Linked DNA regions of Mus musculus: region 2 is linked to region 1. Evidence: chromatin contacts called from public promoter capture Hi-C data. All regions are on one chromosome and are shown on one strand. The core of a region is the stretch at or near the end of the contact, and the rest is flanking DNA. Distances in the headings are between cores, read along the strand shown. Region 1 has its middle 96 kb from the start of Gm25090. Region 2 holds the start of Zhx3 (zinc fingers and homeoboxes 3).

Evidence for each region. Promoter capture Hi-C pulls out the DNA fragments that hold promoters and counts their contacts.
Region 2: a promoter capture Hi-C map of embryonic stem cells shows a contact between it and region 1, with 12 times the contacts expected there. The contact joins the promoter of Zhx3 here to the enhancer-like site in region 1. A contact is called at or near these places in 4 of 39 promoter capture datasets (the C10 cell line, cranial neural crest, embryonic stem cells and 1 more), 1 of 115 datasets of contacts at active chromatin or transcription factors (embryonic forebrain) and 1 of 9 other capture datasets (embryonic stem cells).

The regions. Positions count from the first base shown.
Region 1 is chr2:159,233,714-159,236,413 of GRCm38.p6, reverse strand. No RefSeq gene overlaps it. Among named protein-coding and RNA genes, the nearest start is that of Gm25090, 96 kb to the right of the region's middle. Within about 2 kb of position 1,298, at least 19 of the 459 cell types and tissues checked have an H3K27ac peak or open chromatin away from gene starts, as enhancers often do. A contact at or near this core is called in embryonic stem cells, where this site is marked.
Region 2 is chr2:160,871,668-160,874,418 of GRCm38.p6, reverse strand. It overlaps Zhx3 (zinc fingers and homeoboxes 3), which reads left to right and starts at 1,429. Exons shown (of 4, transcript NM_177263.3): 1 at 1,429-1,628. It overlaps Gm35129 (a long non-coding RNA gene), which reads right to left and starts at 1,421. Exons shown (of 3, transcript XR_866921.2): 1 at 1-1,421.

The sequences.
Region 1 (2,700 bases), core at 49-2,548:
GGGATGGATTCATACTTATTTACAGAGAAGAAAACTTATCTGTGTGCATAAGATCTTGGAATGTGAAAATTAGAATTTAAGATATAGCTGTCTCTTGTGAGACTATGCCAGGGCCTAGCAAACACAGAAGTGGATGCTCACAGTCAGCTATTGGATGGATCACAGGGCCCCCAATGGAGGAGCTAGAGGAAGTACCCAAGGAGCTAAAGGGATCTGCAACCCTATAGGTGGAACAACATTATGAACTAACCAGTACCCCAGAGCTCTTGACTCTAGCTGCATATCAAAAGATGGCCTAGTCGTCCATCCCTGGAAAGAGAGGCCCATTGTACTTGCAAACTTTATATGCCCCAGTACAGGGGAACGCCGGGGCCAAAAAGAGGGAGTGGGTGGGTAGGGGAGTGGGGGGGTGGGTATGGGGGACTTTTGGGGTAGCATTGGAAATGTAAATGAGGAAAATACCTAATAAAAATATTTTTAAAAAATTTTAAAATGTTGACAAAAAAAAAAAAAAAAAAAAAAGAACTCCCACAGGGCAGGAATTTGGATGCAGGAGCTGAAAAAAAATAAGGCTTAGAAGAAAAATATCCAAGTGAGCCTAAGTGGATAGACACTGTATAGTCCTTTTCTTACCTGGGATAAAATGGGCATCTGTATGATGGATACTATAGGAGTTTACCAAAAAGAAAAGAAAAGAAGAGAAGAGAAGAGAAGAGGAGAGGAGAGAAGAGAAGAGAAGAGAAGAGAAGAGAAGAGAAGAGAAGAGAAGAGAAGAGAAGAGAAGAGAAGAGAAGAGAAGAGGAAGCCCAGGTTAGTGGTTCTTCATTCCTTTGTCCATTTAATATTCATTCATGGACCAGTCACTATGACCCAGTCATCAAAGGCAGAGGTGTGGACAATTGCAATGTGCTTAGATGGCGATGGTTATGGTTAGAAGGTAAGAAAAAGGGTGAAAGAAGACGTAGAACAGACAAAAATACGGGAGCCAATGGGATCCTGTGTAGGTATTACTTAATATGTACACCACCAGAACTGGTTCCCATAGGTCCACAATGCTCCTGGCTGGAAGAAGGGAAGTCTGTCCTCCAGCTGGCTCAATCCTGAGTGGAGCCCAGGGCTTGGGCGGGAAGCTCAGAAGTGGGGGAGGGGAGCTGCCTGTGGTGGCTGTCACACCTGGTGGGCTGAGAAAGCTGTCATTATGGAGCATTAGCATAAGAAAGCGAGGCCCTTGTGTTTGGGCTTGTCACCCCTGGCAGTGACAGGACGCACAAATGTGGGCAGACTTAGGGAACAGAGGCCTTCAGTGTCTGCACTGACAGTGTTGGGTACCACAGCTGTCACTCTGCTGGGACTGGCCCGCCTCTACTACCCACGCTGCCATTAGAATCAGCAGCTACTCGCCCACCACCTTTATTTCCACACAATGTGTCAATAGTCACTTGGCAGGTTGTAGCTGGGAGACAAGGGTGGGGCATACTTGCTTGCTGGGGCAGAAAAGGATTCAGGAAGCATCCAGCATACCTCCTCTGCATCCAAGGATTTGGACATTATACTGTCTGCTCTCCTGGATGCCTCAGGACCATTGGCCTGGGCACACAAGGAGAACTCTGTGACTCATCCCCTCTTCCCTGTTTTCCTGCTGAGAGGAAAACAGACACAATTAAACAGGCAGTTCAGGATGACAAAAGATGGCTCAAGAAACAGGTTTATCTCATCAAGGACACTTATCAATGACTTGGTTGTGTGTTTTGAGTTTCTTGATTTCTTCATCAAGAATCCACTTTGCATCTGGCCAATGCAAGAAATTAATATATGCCTGTAAATCTAGAAAAATGTTAGAAAAAACAAAGATAATTGAAGAGGAGCAAATGTGACTGAGAGTTCAGCACCACAGAACAGGTACAGCAGCAAATAGACCCAAGACAACAGTACGGCTAATATGCCCTGGTGTTCCTAGGACATTTGTCGGGGCTGAACTCTTGGCTTTGTATCATTACACTGATTCTCAAAAAATCAAAAACAAAAACAAACAAACACAAGCCTTCTAGAGAAGCAGAGGACCGGAGATGAGAATGACCCCAAGTCAACCTGAGCGAGTTGCTGTTTCTAATACTACAGTTTTGCATCTGCTTTGCCCCCTCAGAATGACCCAGCAAACTCAGAGTTCAAGATTAAGCATCTAAGATCAGGTAGGGTTGGCAGCCAGGCTTCAAAACCGGACTTTTCCCTGATTCTTGATTCTGTAAAAGTTGCTTGGTGCTATGGCTTCCCGGGGGCCAACTCCACATTTGGATGTCTGATGATGTGTATACTTCTTCCAGATGTTTGACAAGAGAGGATTTCAGCTCCAGAATGAAGCAAGGTGCAAGTGCTGGCGTGAACTGGACCAACTTTAACCTTCCTGTACCCAGGCTCAGTTATTCTACAGACCATATCATGTTTTTACTGAGGTTCATACTCTCCTTGTTGGCAAGCCAAGGGTGTTAAGATATCGAAAAGAAACATGGAATGTTGTACAGACAAAATTCAGAGCAGCAAAAACTAGAAGGCCTTTGGGGACTACCCACTGCTGCCCCCTCATTTTACAGCTGAAGAAACAAGACCCCGAGGTTAAAAAACTGCTTCAAGGTCACACAACCCATTATAGGGAGAGCCCAAATGGAAATCCCCAGACTCTAGCTTTGGGCCTGAAGGAGCAAG
Region 2 (2,751 bases), core at 180-2,679, 1.6 Mb before region 1:
TAACAAGATCCCAGTGACTGCTGTGTTGACTACAGGCTGGAATGAAGGAGAGCAGGTAGGGAAGATGCTATTGCAGTATTCCCAGCATGCAGATGTCTAAAGGTGGGGCTGGCAGGCTGGCTAATGGATTAAGATGGCTATGATTGGAAGAGAGGAGTGAAGGGTGGCTGAGACCTTTGGCCTGATCATTAAAAACAAAACAAAACAAAACAAAACAAAACAAAACTGGGCTTGACATGAACTGTATGTAATGAGGAAGATTGTGTAATAACCATATGCAGTGTGTTAAGGTACAAGTTCTAGTGTTTGATGCTGGACATGTTAAGTTTGACACATTGCTCACACTTAAAACATACATTTACTAACTGTGATAAATTCAGCTTTTTTTGTTTTGCTCTTTGAGACAGGTTCTTACTATGTAGTCCAGACTGGTTTGGAACTTGCTTTGTAGCCTAGGCTGATCCCAAACTTGCAATCCTCCTGCTTCAGCCTCTTTCAGTGAGATTATGGGTGTAGACCATCTTATACACAGCAATAAAGTCAGCCTCATTTGCTAAACACCAAGATAACGTGCAAGAAGCTTTATATAGACTGCCATTTAATCTTCTCACTCATTCTATATAATCCTAACATTTTGTTGCCTTTTGTGGATGAGCAATTGTGGCCAGTTGATATTCGATATAAGCTAATTTGGGGTTGGGACCCGCTCAGTCTTCAGAGCTCTATTTGTCAATCTGGATCCGAAGCAGTAGGGGACCACTTTCTAAACATATTTGCCACAGATTTAGGTTCTGTTGTGAAAAGGTGCCTGGAACAGGAACCAAGATTTTTAATTCCAGGCCAACAGCAGCTGTGAAAATGTACATGAAGGGAGCAGGTGTTTGAAAGCGCCACTATCCTAAGACAGTGTTAAAGAATCGGAGATCATGCCTTCGTTTCGGCCGCTATTTCTCTGAGTAAACAAGATACTAGAACCTGCCGTGAACCCTTAGTGGCGTTAAAGCAACTCCCAAATGTGGCTAATTTGGAAACACTGCACTGGAGAGAGGGCGCATGGGTCTGGGACCCTTGCCCAGACTACATCCTTTTGAAAGTTTAACCTCGTGTGGCCTTCCTTAGGTGGCCCTCAAGAAAGACCAGGATACGGAGCACAAAGGCCGGGAACCGCTTAGGGCCTCAGCATCCGCTCAGTTGTCCGCCTCCCCTGCCCCCGTGGCCCCCAACACAGAGAACGCTGGCCCGCAGCCGAGCTGCGCATGCGCTCTGGGTAAGGTCCGCTCCCCGCGACGTCAAGGGGCTTGCGCCCGTTCCCAAAGCCCCGCCTCCTAGCGCCTGAGGCGACCCGGGCGGGGGGTGGGGGGTGGGGTCGAGCCACGCCCCCAGCCGAGTCGAGGAGGGCCGACCGGAGCCGAACGCCTCCGAGTGCCACCGAGCTCGGCCGAGCGGCCGGGAGTCAGTTGGTGCTGCTCGTCTTCGCCCCAGAAGCAGTCCGTGGATCTGGCGTCGCCACCGCCGCCGCCGCCGCCTCCGCGGGGCCTGTGCCGGCCGGCCGCCCACCAAGGAAGGAGGGAGGCTCGCGGCGTGGGGAGAGCAGCGGGGGCCACGGGTGCCGCCGCCGCCGCCGCCAGGTGAGCGCCCGCCGAGGCCCAACGTCCCCAGAGCTGTCAGTCCCGGGCGTCTGTGTGTCTCCCCGCCTGTCAGCCCCTGTGTGTCTGCGAGCGCCTTCCCGCCAGGCCCGGCTCCCGCCCGGCCCTGTCAGCCGCCAGCACCCCCGCTCCGAGCGGCCCCGCCCCTTCCCCCCGATGTCCCGCCTTCCCCATCTGTCAGCGCCGCGCTCGCTCGCCGTGGGCTCCACGCCCGGGAGTCCAGGGTCTGGGTGGTCGCGCGGGACAGAGTTGCAGAAGGAGCCGAAGCGGGCCGGAGGTGGGGGGCCTGGCCGTGGGTGCGTGTGTCCGCATCCCGCGGGCGGCTGGCGAGCGGCTGGCACCGGTGCGTCTGGTGAAATGAGCGTCGGGACTCGAACCACTCCGGGGTACAGTGGAATCCTCCTTGCCCACGCGGAAACACCCGGGTTCTGGGATATCCAGATGGGCGTGTGAGCAGAGTTTGGGACCTGGGAAGCCTCTCCAGTTTGGGGTTTTCATTCAGAGAAACCTGTTGGAAGTGATTGGGGAGTGGGTGGGGTGTGGGGCTTAGGGTGCAAAGTACCTGAGAGCTTGAGGCATTCTGAGTTGTGTGGCTTGCATTTGTGAACAGTGATTGCCAGGGTAGTGTGTCCTGTGAGAAACTGTTATGTGACGCGGGTGGGGGTGGGGGTGTTAGAGAAGGGAAGGCATGCTCTTTTCTGCCTTTCTGGATGTCATGCCAACACATATATTTATCTAGATAGCCTAAAATGTTTATTCATGAGGCATCTACACATTTTTTTAATGAAAAAAAAGAGTACGGCACTTTTCATATATATATATATATATATATATATATATATATATATATATATATATATACACATACATACACACACACACACACACAAACACACATGGTCTCGTATGTTGCTATCTTGATTTATTTTTTTGTTTGTGGTAACGTAGCATCACAATATTTCAAAACTAACAGAAATGTGTTCTAAAATAATTGGTAGCTTGCCGGATAATTCTCAACCGAGGAGAAAAGATCCAAAAGCACACTTCATTAGCTGGAACAACTGATTTCGGGCTTAATTTGCTTCTAAGAGACATACAGTGGAAA